2 separate regions of the Zea mays genome follow, and region 2 is linked to region 1. Evidence: chromatin contacts called from public Hi-C data. All regions are on one chromosome and are shown on one strand. The core of a region is the stretch at or near the end of the contact, and the rest is flanking DNA. Distances in the headings are between cores, read along the strand shown.

Region 1 (5,891 bases), core at 1,348-3,847:
CACCCATAATCCGTGCATGCATGCATGATTATTGACACTAATGTCCTTATTACTAAACAGGAGTCCAATCCATCGGCGTGTGCTACGGCGTGAACGGCGACAACCTGCCCCCGGCGAGCGACGTGGTGCAGCTGTACCAGTCCAACGGCATCAACCTGATGCGCATCTACTTCCCGGACGCCAACGCGCTGAACGCGCTGAGCGGCACCAGCATCGGGCTCATCATGGACGTGCCCAACACGGACCTCGCCTCGCTGGCCTCCGACCCGAGCGCGGCGGCCGCCTGGGTGCAGAGCAACGTGCAGGCGTTCCCGTCGGTCAGCTTCCGCTACATCGCCGTGGGCAACGAGGCCTCCGGCGGGGACACCGGCAGCATCCTTCCCGCCATGAAGAACCTCAACGCGGCGCTGGCCAACGCCGGCCTGGGCGGCAGCATCAAGGTGTCCACGGCGGTGCAGAGCGACGTCACCCAGGGCTTCCCGCCGTCGCAGGGCACCTTCTCGCAGGGCTACATGGCGCCCATCGCGCAGTACCTGCAGAGCACCGGCGCCCCGCTGCTGTGCAACGTCTACCCCTACTTCTCCTACATCGGCAACCCGGCCCAGATCGACCTCAGCTACGCGCTCTTCACCTCGCCGGGCACCGTCGTGCAGGACGGCAGCAACGCGTACCAGAACCTCTTCGACGCGCTCGTCGACACCTTCGTCTCCGCGCTCCAGAACGCCGGCGCCGGCAACGTCCCAGTCGTCGTGTCCGAGAGCGGCTGGCCGTCCGCCGGGGGCGACGCCGCCACCGCGGCCAACGCGCAGACCTACAACCAGAACCTCATCAACCACGTCGGCCAGGGCACGCCCAAGCGCCCTGGCCCCATCGAGACCTACATCTTCGCCATGTTCAACGAGGACCAGAAGACGGGAGCCGAGTCGGAGAGGCACTTCGGCCTCTTCAACCCGGACAAATCGCCGGCGTACCCCATCAATTTCTCCTAATTCCTAAACAAGACGCCGAGGTCCATTCCAAGACATTTATAAGGCAATACACACACATAGATATATACATACACATACATACGGGAGAAAGTAGAATAAATAAACTGCCTGCAGTAGAATGCAAAGTGTATTCATGTAAGGCAACTGCTTCGATTATTTCCTAAAGATCAATAACAAGAAGTACAATTATTTCTATATATGCTTTCAATTCCTCCTAATTTTCTCCTTTGCGAGCATGCATATTTCCAAGAGAGCCAAGACAATCGCCAAACTAAGGACGTGTTACTCGTTCTATTCCACAAATTTAGGTCATGTTTAGTTTCAATTAGTCCTAGGACTAAACTTTAGTCCCTACATGTTTGGTTTTAAGGACTAAATAGATCCTAAAGTCATTAAATACATTGTCCAAAGACTAAAATGCCCTTAGAATATACTCATAATATTAGTTATCTATAAAAAAGGTAAGGGCAACATGATAATTATGAGCTTTTAGTCTCTTTTAGCACCTATGTGAAGGACTAAAGACTAAATCATTTTAGTCTATATTTTAGTCCTAGTGTTTGGCAAAAAAGGGACTAAATGAGACTAAAAACTAGAGACTAATCTTTAATCCCTCTAACAAACACCCCCTTATTGAAATTGACTCATCCCTAGTATTATTACTAATTATTAGATTATAAAAAATAAAATAGTGATAGATGAACTTATTATATTCCACAAACTAAACAAAAAAAAAGCGAGAACTCATTCCTCAAACCATACACGCTATAATTAAACTCTCTCTCTGTGTCTCTGAGCATGAACACGGAGAAGAGAGCGTCTAATTACACTCGTCTTCTCGGCCTGTTCCTGGTGCGTGGACCGACAACGGTGGCGGGTTCCTTCTCCTCCACCGGTACCGGCGGCAGCTCTTCCTCTGCGTCCTCATCCGCTTCGTTAATGTCGTCGTCTTCCTCACCGGCGCCGTCGTCATCGGACGCCTCGTTCTCTTCCAGTATCGCCCGGTTTATCTCCATCTGCGCATGCACGGGCAGCCGCCGTTTGGCTAAGCGTTGTTAACAGTAAATTGTACGTCGCTTCAGTCGAGTTTGTGGATAACCAGATGTGCATTTTTTTTAATTCAACCCCAGGTACACAACTACAAGCAGAGTAGCGCGCGCAAGCAGCTGCTAGCAGAAGCGCACGTGTTGCGGGTACTGTCATACTGTGTTGTAGTGGTACTCTTACCGTACCTCCCTTAGGAATCGGTCGTCGAGGTCGTCGGCGACGCGAGCGGCGGTGACGAGCGTGCCGACGAAGAGGGAGAGCGGGAGCACGAAGGCGAGGATGAGCGCGTTGGTGCTGGGCGGCCCGCCGGCGCGCACCACCAAGAGGCGGCCCCGGCCCCGACCCCGCCGCCGCGCGCCGCCTGGTGGCAGCGGCCTGGCGCAGCAGCTGCTGGCTCGGACGGCGGCAGGGCGGCCGCAGCACGGCGGCGTGGCGCCGAGGCGAGGTGGCAGGCAGAGCGCACTGAGGTGGCCGCCCCGCGCCATGGCCTGCTCCTCGAAGCCTCCGGAATCGCAGGCTCCCAGCGGTCGGGGCAGCCTTATCCGGTGGCGGTGGTGCTGTTGGCAAGCACCAGGCACTGGGCAACTTGGCAATGCGCGCGCGCGCGCTTCAGTGACCTGGACCTGGACCTGGACTGATTGAGGCGGCGGATTGGGCTGGACGGGATGCCATGAAGAGGCTTTCTAGGCCCGCGTATGCCAGACACCGGTCCAAGTCCAACATAGCGTGGGAGGATTCAGCCCAGCTAAACAGCTTATCCGGTGGGCTGCCGAAGCAAAAAAATAAAAATAAAATTATATAAAAAATATGTGCCGCGGGGTTGCCAGCGGTTTCGTGTTTATGAAAATTAAAAAAGATGTCACGTCCGGAGCTCGCGACCGCGAGACTGGGCGATGACTTGGGTGGATGTGCTTTTAGCGCGACCATATCTGTGATCTGCTGGACGCGTGAATGCTGCGGTACTTATTTTCTGCGATCTGTTGGATGGCGTGGCGTGGCAGCGCAGCAACTAAAACGGGACGACCAGAGCCCTGTTAAGTAACCATAGTTAAGGTTATGTGGGCAAATACCTGTTTTGCCCCTGAGGGGTCTCACATCTCTATATAAGGAACATGTACACCCCCTCATAATACAGAGATCAGAAAGAGGCCAGAGGCCCAACCCTATATCCAGTGTCTCGTGTGTTTCCTCTGTCGTGCTTATGGGAAGGGAGACGGGTTCTCTACATCTTCTTGCGCCTCTACTTCTGACGGGAGGGAAGGGAGCGGATCTGGTGATCCGTGGTAACGTAGTTCTTAACACGTTATCAGCACGCTCTACCTCGACGTTGCTGCGGGATCAGATCTGCATCAACTCTTCGTCAAGCTGGCAGGTCTTTTGGCCTAGCCAAACTGTCCTACGCGACAGGCTTCGTTTCCGTTCGCTGATGAAGAAATGTGGTATGAAATCTCTGGTGGACGATTTACTTTTGTTGACGGTAAACAAAGCATCGTCGTGAAAATACTACGGGCAATGCGGCAAGAAGAAAACAACATCCGACGGTAGTCTTGATGGTCGCGCATCGTGTGCACCGTCCAGCACGCGTTGTCTCACTCCGCACAGCAGGCCACCAGCCCGTGCGCCCTCGTGCTTGTGACTGCGGCCTCGGCCAACGGCTTCCATATCGCGCCTGAGTTTGTGCCTGTGATGGAGGCACACCTCGCCATGGCCACGCCCGTATCGGAGGCTTGCCAGCATGGTTGTGACGGAGTCCACGCGTCTGTGGAAGGCGGCGATCTGGGCGCATCTGTGGCCAGGCAAAAGTGCCTTGGTCCGTCCGAATTTGTTTATTGGACTGGATCATCGTCTATCTGGGATCTGGCGATGCAGGTGGATAAAAATGAGACTGTTTCCACGGTCTAATCTGCATGTTTGTGCAATGCGCGATTTGTGGCCATGCACGAAGCAAGCCAACGGATGGGAGATGGCGTGGACCATTTCCTCCTCTGTACATTGAAGCGTAGGCGAGAATTATTTCTTTTCCGTGCGCATGGGCCCCACCATCTTGCATGTCCGCATGCACGCATGGACGACTGGACGTGATGCCTTATTTCCGATCTGGTCAAATAGGCTAGTTTAAGGTGCATGTGTCCAACAGGTGAATAAAACCCCCATTTATTATACGCAATTTTCCTTATATTTTATATGGATAATTTTTTTTCCTAAATTTATACAAGTTTAAATTGTATGCATGCTTTATGTAATTGTCTCTACCTTAATTAATTATTTCCTGTAGTAAATAATTACTAGAAAAATGCATGCTTACATACAAGGAAGTTGCCTTTTACACCTGATGTGTTATGCTCATGCATTAATTTTGGTGTTTATTTTTCTGCTTTTATTTATCTGGTAGATATTAGCAGAAAAATATTAAAATGCATGTAAACTCTATATTGTGCATATTTAAATCGCTCTAAATATTTATATTATGTTGAGCTTTTGGGTACTCAAACATGTCGATCAGACTTTGTTGTTAATCGGTTGAGTTATGGCATTGGCGAGCATTGGTTGCGCCCTGGCAACACGACACGTTATTTGTGTCGTACGAATTTGGCTGCGTCATGTGATTGCTATGTTGCACTCTCACTTAGTCGGACCACTCCCGTTGAGCCGGACCGCCATCACCGAGTCGCGTATTTTTTGCATGCCCTGCAGGCACGGTTCGGCCGCCATGATCAGCGAGCCACAATTACGCCTGTTGCGCACGTTGCGTGGACTTATCCTGTACCCGACTATCGATCCACAATTGCGCCTGTTGCGCTTGTTACGGAGGCTTATTCGTTATCATAGCCTTGATGGCTACACACACGTTGACGCCAGATACGCTGGAGCTTGTACTCGCATGGAATGTGGTGGATTATTCGAGCCCCTAAAGTCACAGCATAGCGCAACCCTTGTAAACAATGTTGTTTAACTCTATCTTTTATTTGATTGTTTTGTGTGGCATCATATATTTATTTATATTGCCAAGTGGCCATAACAACTATATCAAGCTCTATAGTGCTTGAATAATCTGGGAAAATTAAATTGAAATACAATGAAACACAGATAAGTTAATTCTTTGCTCTCTCCTCATGCATAAAGTTTTACCCGAAGTAACCCGAAGATATATAATATAATGCATGAAAGCCTTTTTGGCATAGAAGACATCACAAATTGGGATTCTATTAGTAAGCAAAAGGCCTTACCAAATAATTTAATACTATAAATCTCAGCCATATATTGCTCAACCAGATGTTAGCACATTGCTCTCTTTGTCGCTAAATGACATGAAGCAAACTATGAGATAAAAGGACATGTAATCGCCAGCAACACGAAGTTGCGAGTATACCGAGAGGTTATTATGAGAAAATTTTCACTATGTTGGTGTGAAAACCATAGTGTGTTCCCGTCGAACCACTTTACTCGTTCTATCTAGAACCTCTATGCTTGTGTCGCATACATCTCTCGGAATTGTAAATACTTATAGTCACTGAATTGACTCGGGATAGTCCTTTGCCAAGTTTGGTATACACTGTAAACTAAATGGTAAAGGTCGGTCCTGAATGGACACATACCTGGGGTTTATGTAGCCGAACTACACTGAATTCCACCCTTTGGCATGCTTACCATTATCTACCTCCGATCTACCAGAAGTGAGAAGAGTAGACAAATAACTATGAAATCTCACATCACCACAAAGCTTGTAGCTAAATTAGACATTAACATATTCTTAGTCCTCGGAGCCAGAAGAGACATATGTCTTGACCACTAGACTACTAGTGATGATAATTTGTGATAGAAATATGAAGATCTTGTAGAGACCTGTTGTATCCT
Region 2 (5,631 bases), core at 598-3,097, 210 kb after region 1:
TGACCACTGACGTTTTGTTGTCCCACCTGCATCAGAACGAACAGACGAATTGAGCTACCTTAACCGTGCGCAACTAGATTAACTTATTATTTGTGACAGTAATTTTTGCAAGTGAAGGAAGTTACTTTGATTTGTTCACTGGATAAAGCAATATAGGACCATTGTTGCTATCTTTCAGGATCCTGCCAAAGACTTCCGTAGCAAATCTGCGGATTGAGCTCCTCGGTATCAGAAGATTCAACCAAGGGTGTGGAACTTCCCAGAGGCTTTGTGCCCTCAGCTTCAGCTCAGAGGTGTGCACCCTGTCCAAAAACTCCAGGTACGTGACATCGGTGTGGAATAGAGTAGACTGTATGAATCTAAGCCGAGATAGCAGTACAGCAACTTCCTGTAAACATAAAATTTACAGTTATTATCATTGGAGTCTAATATCTTGGTGCAAAGTGAAATAACAGGCTCACCTGTTCCATGGTATCAGTGTCGCCACTATTGAAGTTCTTGGTTAGTTCGAGGCAGTATAGCACTCTTCCATCTGACTGGAAATGGCTTGCTTGGACTGGGTCCTGTGGCTTGAAGGACGCCCTCCAGTTGTTGAGGATGCCTGTCCTGTTTATGATGACAAAACCTTCAATGTAGTCAAAGGAGTTCTCTGCCATGATCAACATCTCCTGGTCTTCGGTGAAGCTTTCAAAATCCGAGTAAAGAACTCTTATCCACCTCACCTGTCATTGTATATATATACATCCATTTACTAAATGACTGCATGCTGTCTGGAGATTTCATTTAACTGAATCGCTTGTCTGATGACTTACCATCTCTGGAGCAGGCTCAAGTGCAATCCTTGCTCTGGTTATGATCCCGAACTGACCAAGACCGCCGAGAGCAGCATAGAAGAGATCAGAGTTATCCTCGGGTGAGCAGGTAACGACGTCTCCCCTTCCTGCATTTGGTTTTTACGATTATTACGATCAGCGACTGTTTTTTTTTATGTTTCGTTATGTATGCTCCAAGCTAGTTGATTGAATGCTTTGTGAGTTCGTTTGAGACCTGTCACAATCTCCAGTTGATTGACATTGCTGACCTGCGGTCCGTGGCGGAACGCCTGGCCGCTGACCCCCGCATTAGACAAGGTGCCACCGACCGTGAGATGGAGATAGTCCGTCCACGACTTGGGTGCCAGGCCGTGCTTCAGCGTCTCACGCAGGACATTGATCCAGAGCTCTCCTCCGGGGGCATCGACAAAGCCGTCGTGGACCTGGAGCCTAGCGCCCCGGAGCGACTCCATCCTGACCACGATCCCCTGGGCGGCCTGGGACTGACCCATGAGGGAGTGTCCATGCCCGCGCGCCGCGACGGTGAGCGGCGAGCCCTCGCCCAGGGAGAAGACGTGCCTCACGGTGGCGGCGATATCGGAGACCGAGCCTGGGTGGAGCACGGCGGCCGGCAGGAAGCTGCACTGGTTGCCGAAGTCCCGCGCCATGGCGGAGACGTCATGGAAGCTGAAATGACCGTCGAGGCGCAGCGCGCCGAGGGGCGATAGCATGTCCTCGTCGGGGACGTGCATGGTCAGCCTGGCGAGCGCCAGCAGGACCAGCAGCTTGAAGCAGTGCACCAGTGATGGCGGCTTCATGGTAGTCAGCCGGCCGGGCTCAATTTATAATTCGACAAACCAACAAAAAGGAGGGGAGTTCGGCAGGTTGGTGCTGGGCAGTTGGGGAGCTTGGAATCAGAAGGCAGAGAGAGAGAGAGAGAGAGAGAGAGAGAAGAGGGGGTTTCCTGGTTGCGCGCCAAGTTTCTTGAGGTGCAACGAGGTAAGACTAGAGGAGGAAGACGGAAGGAGGGTTGAAGAAGGCGGTGGCTGTCCATGCAGGGGAGGGAGGGGGCCTCTCTATATAGGAGCTTGCGGCTTGCCTCGCGACTCGCGAGGAGGAGTGTGGGTGGTGCGGTGGTCAGCTAGTCAGCTGTGGGCGCTAGCTGTTTGGTAAAAACCGTATGGCGACTGTCTGCTTGCCGGCTTGCTTGCTTGCCGGTTGCGAATTGAGGCGCAGACATGTGCTAGTGGTGCATTGCGGAAGTTTCTTTTTAGAGCATGATGTTCTCGCTTTGTAGCTGCTGTCTTAAGCAACGGGGGAACATGTGTTGGCTAGTTAACAGCCTAATGGAGACGACATAGCCACATATAGGTGAGACTGTGTGTGTGAGAGAGGGAGAGGCAAAAGAAGGGGGGCAGGATCGGATCCTCTGTTCCAGTATCACCGGCTCTCTCTCCGGACAGTCACATGGCTTGCATGCGTCTGTCCCTGGGCAAGCCCACAGGACATCCCTATGTTCTGCTCGCTGGTCATATGCTGTTGGATTGGAGCTCACCAACACTAATCAGCCTCTGATTCTGTGGCCTCACTGCCCTGCTCTCCTCCTCCATTTTCCCATGCCTGTACTGTAGAGGATCAGTTCCATGGTGACCCGGCCGGCCATCGTTGTTGAGCTTGAGCTGTGAGCTCAGCTTGTCCGTCTGGGAATTGATTGACAGGTTGGAGTTGGAGAGCAGCTAGCAGACACCAGGGGTCCTCACAAGTTAGTTTCTGGAAATCTAATAGCATCCGGGTGATGGCAACTTGGGCACACATGCGCGACCACTTCTGTGGTACGACTTGGACCGTCGCGTTTGCTGCCGCCTTTCCCCTTCCTCTGCGTATGTTTGCATGTGGAAGACGAGGCATACATACGCACACATGCGTACGCGGCACACCAAGCTCGTGTCGATTCTGTGTGGACGCCATGGAGTCCAGATCGACGACGTCGCGGAGGATAGCCTACTGGAGCCGAACGCAAGCAGCGGCGGATCGTCCGAGCAAGTCAAGCAGAGCAGCAGATTGCTATTGCTAGCTGGTCAGTCAGAACACTCGTGACTTGTAGGGCTGAGCCGATGATGTCGCTCGCTGTTGGTGTCAAGGAATTTATGCTAGTGCAGAGGTGAAACCGACACGATGGACACCGGCAGACGGCAACGCATCGGGATGCGACCAAGTGGTTCGGTCCGTTCCGTTCCGTTCCTGTGCGGCGGAGCGGAGCACTAGGCGATGGAGCTAGCTGGAGCAGGAAGCAAGCGAAGGGGACGGAGCCCATGCGTCGTCGTCGGGGTGGAGGCAGGGAGGCCACTTCGACCGTCCATCCTGTCCGCGCGCATGCATTACTTTGCCTGGTACTGGTAGGCAGACTCCACAACGGAGATTCTTGTCCACTCTCCACCTCATCCGTGCCAAAACTTACCTGTCTTCAGTGATTCGCCTAAAATAGGGTATATGACAACTGTTTGCAAAATAAAGTTTGAAATAAGGGATGTCATAGAAAATCTGCCGCAGATGGCCTAACAACTCAAATAGTAACACCTATATATTATATATACTACTACTATTAAAAAAATCTAGAGGGCCCTAATACTTGCGCAGCTTTTGCAATGCAAGCTGTTCCCGCCCCGATGGTAAACAAACATGTGAGGAACTATTCTAGTAATGGTTAAACTTATTCTTGTGATAAGTCTACAAATTTTACAGGGAAAAAAAGAGAAACATACCTGCTATGTAGCACATTCTGCAAATGGCTTTGTTTGCATTAGACCGTAATAATGAACAAAATGAAAAAGTGGTGTGTATGTTATGTATATTAAGAGACCGGCCCTCTGGCTTGGAAAGGCAAAAGCACACACATGTTTAGTGCTCACCACAGGCCACCTTCCAGAACACGGCCTCGGCCTGGCCTTCAAGCGCTGGGACCAACCACTACACCAAGAACGGTGGATCGTGGACGGATGGCGTGGCGCCACTGATTCATTGTGTTGCCAAATGACAGCCTTTTATGCGTTTGACCTTGACGGCGCCCGTCCGTTGCAATGCACCGTTGTGCCAATGTGGTCCACACAATTCATCGTCAGCAGTCACATGTATGTATGCTAGCTGGAAAGCCAAAATGCACACTGTGCTTTGAGCCTACGTACAGATTTATATATGCATGGATTCGGCATTTAACGGCCAGACGGAACAGAAGGAGATTTTTCTCCATTTAATTATCTACAAAGATACAGTATGTCAGTATCACTTTAGCTGATGGTCAGTTTTCTGACCAGTTTAAGAGAATGATGATAATAATGAGGCGCTTGCGATCGAGGTGCTCTTCTAAAACTGCATGATGCACAAGGGACCTCCGTTAACAGTAGTTATAGACAAGTCAGCCGATTGAGATGGTACCAATGATAGACGCCATTGTGCACAGGTGTTGTTGTTGTTGTTGCTGCTGTGTTCTCGCACTGACTGGCCAAGCTGATGTGCGAGCAAGACACTCACTGCCAGCGTTCTGAGGGGATGCTCGTGCATGCATGCATTGGACTATGGGAGACCGGACCTGAGGAAGCAGGGAGGTGGCCGGAGAGCGATTGCCGGTGCGGCCCGGCCTCGAGATCGCGCGGAAGTGGACTCCGGGGACCCATGCCCCACGTGGCCTTCTGGACATTTTCGCCGGTGGCTTTCGGCCCGTGGGGCCCAGTGGGGGGGGGGGGGGATGGCCCCATCCTGCTGCTTGCTTCTGGGATCTTGTACTTTTCTCATCTTCTCTCCGTCTCATCTGCATGAGGATGGCAGTTGCCAGGTAGACAGCCTCATGAGTTTATGATATAGTGGTAACGTTGTACCACGTTCACTCTTGCCCTTGGAATCCAAGTCTTGAGTTTGGTAGATAGTTTTTTTTGAATGGAAGGGGCAAAAGACTTGTCGCTCCGATATATTAGATTAGAGAAGAAAGGAAAGGATAATACAAAACCCAAGCCACTGAAGGGAAGAGGATAAGAAAGAAAAAATAAAAAAGTTAAAAAGAGTTAAAAGAACTTAAAAAGAGAACAAAAACCCACTAGTCCAGACCAACAAGACCTCAGCTACTAGCAATATCCGTTGACTGCAAGAGACACTTGTTCAACGCTTCTATGCTAACTTTGGAAAATTCTGTTATTTCTTTCCAGCCATAAATTCCACCAAAAATGAGTTTGGTAGATAGTTAGCTGTACAGCTAAAGGATTCTACACAATAGTTTTGTCAGACTAGTGGGTGTCATCCAATTGCAGTTTCTACGATTTTTGGAAACTCCTGTATAGAGATGGCAATAGGTACCCGATACTAGATAGGTAAAAACTTTGTTAGGACATGAATATGATGAATTTTGATACTCACATGTATTTTATTGGGCACTTTACTATACTCATTGGATATGGTGGGCATGTGTATGTTCTCTCGTCCTATATCCGTCACCCGATAGAAAATCCGCTAATCTATGACATATGTGTCAGATTATTAGAAATGTTCTATATAAAATTAGAAGAAAAGGTACGAAGGATGACCCTTAAGCTCCCACAACTTACACACCTTAAATATTTAAGTATTAAGTAATGTGTACCGAACAATTAGAATACTATCATAATGTTGTATGTTGTCTTTGAGAATTTTCTTTTGGGCTATGAGTGCTATATCTTGTGTAATCGGACGACATGATGGCGTTATTTAATGTTGAATGTTGTTGAATTTATGGTGAAGTTATGTTGGTTTCAATGAATTTGTGAGACACAAAGATAATATACTATTTTAGTAT

What was found. Hi-C and Micro-C count contacts between places; a contact is called where the count stands out from the background.
Region 2: a contact with region 1 is called in a Hi-C map of ear, with 2.9 times the contacts expected there. The contact joins the promoter of LOC542507 here to the promoter of LOC100277443 in region 1. A contact is called at or near these places in 4 of 25 Hi-C or Micro-C datasets (ear, endosperm, root tip and 1 more).

What each region holds. Positions count from the first base shown.
Region 1 is chr3:154,099,581-154,105,471 of Zm-B73-REFERENCE-NAM-5.0, forward strand. LOC100277443 (high chlorophyll fluorescence 153) reads right to left here and starts at 2,598. Exons shown (of 2, transcript NM_001151004.2): 1 at 2,222-2,598; 2 at 1,623-2,005. The coding sequence starts at 2,521. The coding sequence ends at 1,814. LOC100037765 (glucan endo-1,3-beta-glucosidase homolog 1) reads left to right here. Exons shown (of 2, transcript NM_001112264.2): 2 at 61-1,170. The coding sequence ends at 989.
Region 2 is chr3:154,305,602-154,311,232 of Zm-B73-REFERENCE-NAM-5.0, forward strand. It overlaps LOC542507 (cytokinin oxidase 2), which reads right to left and starts at 1,848. Exons shown (of 5, transcript NM_001112056.2): 1 at 1,048-1,848; 2 at 813-940; 3 at 462-722; 4 at 126-388; 5 at 1-26. The coding sequence starts at 1,630. It overlaps LOC103650766 (a long non-coding RNA gene), which reads left to right and starts at 179. Exons shown (of 4, transcript XR_564373.4): 1 at 179-698; 2 at 827-921.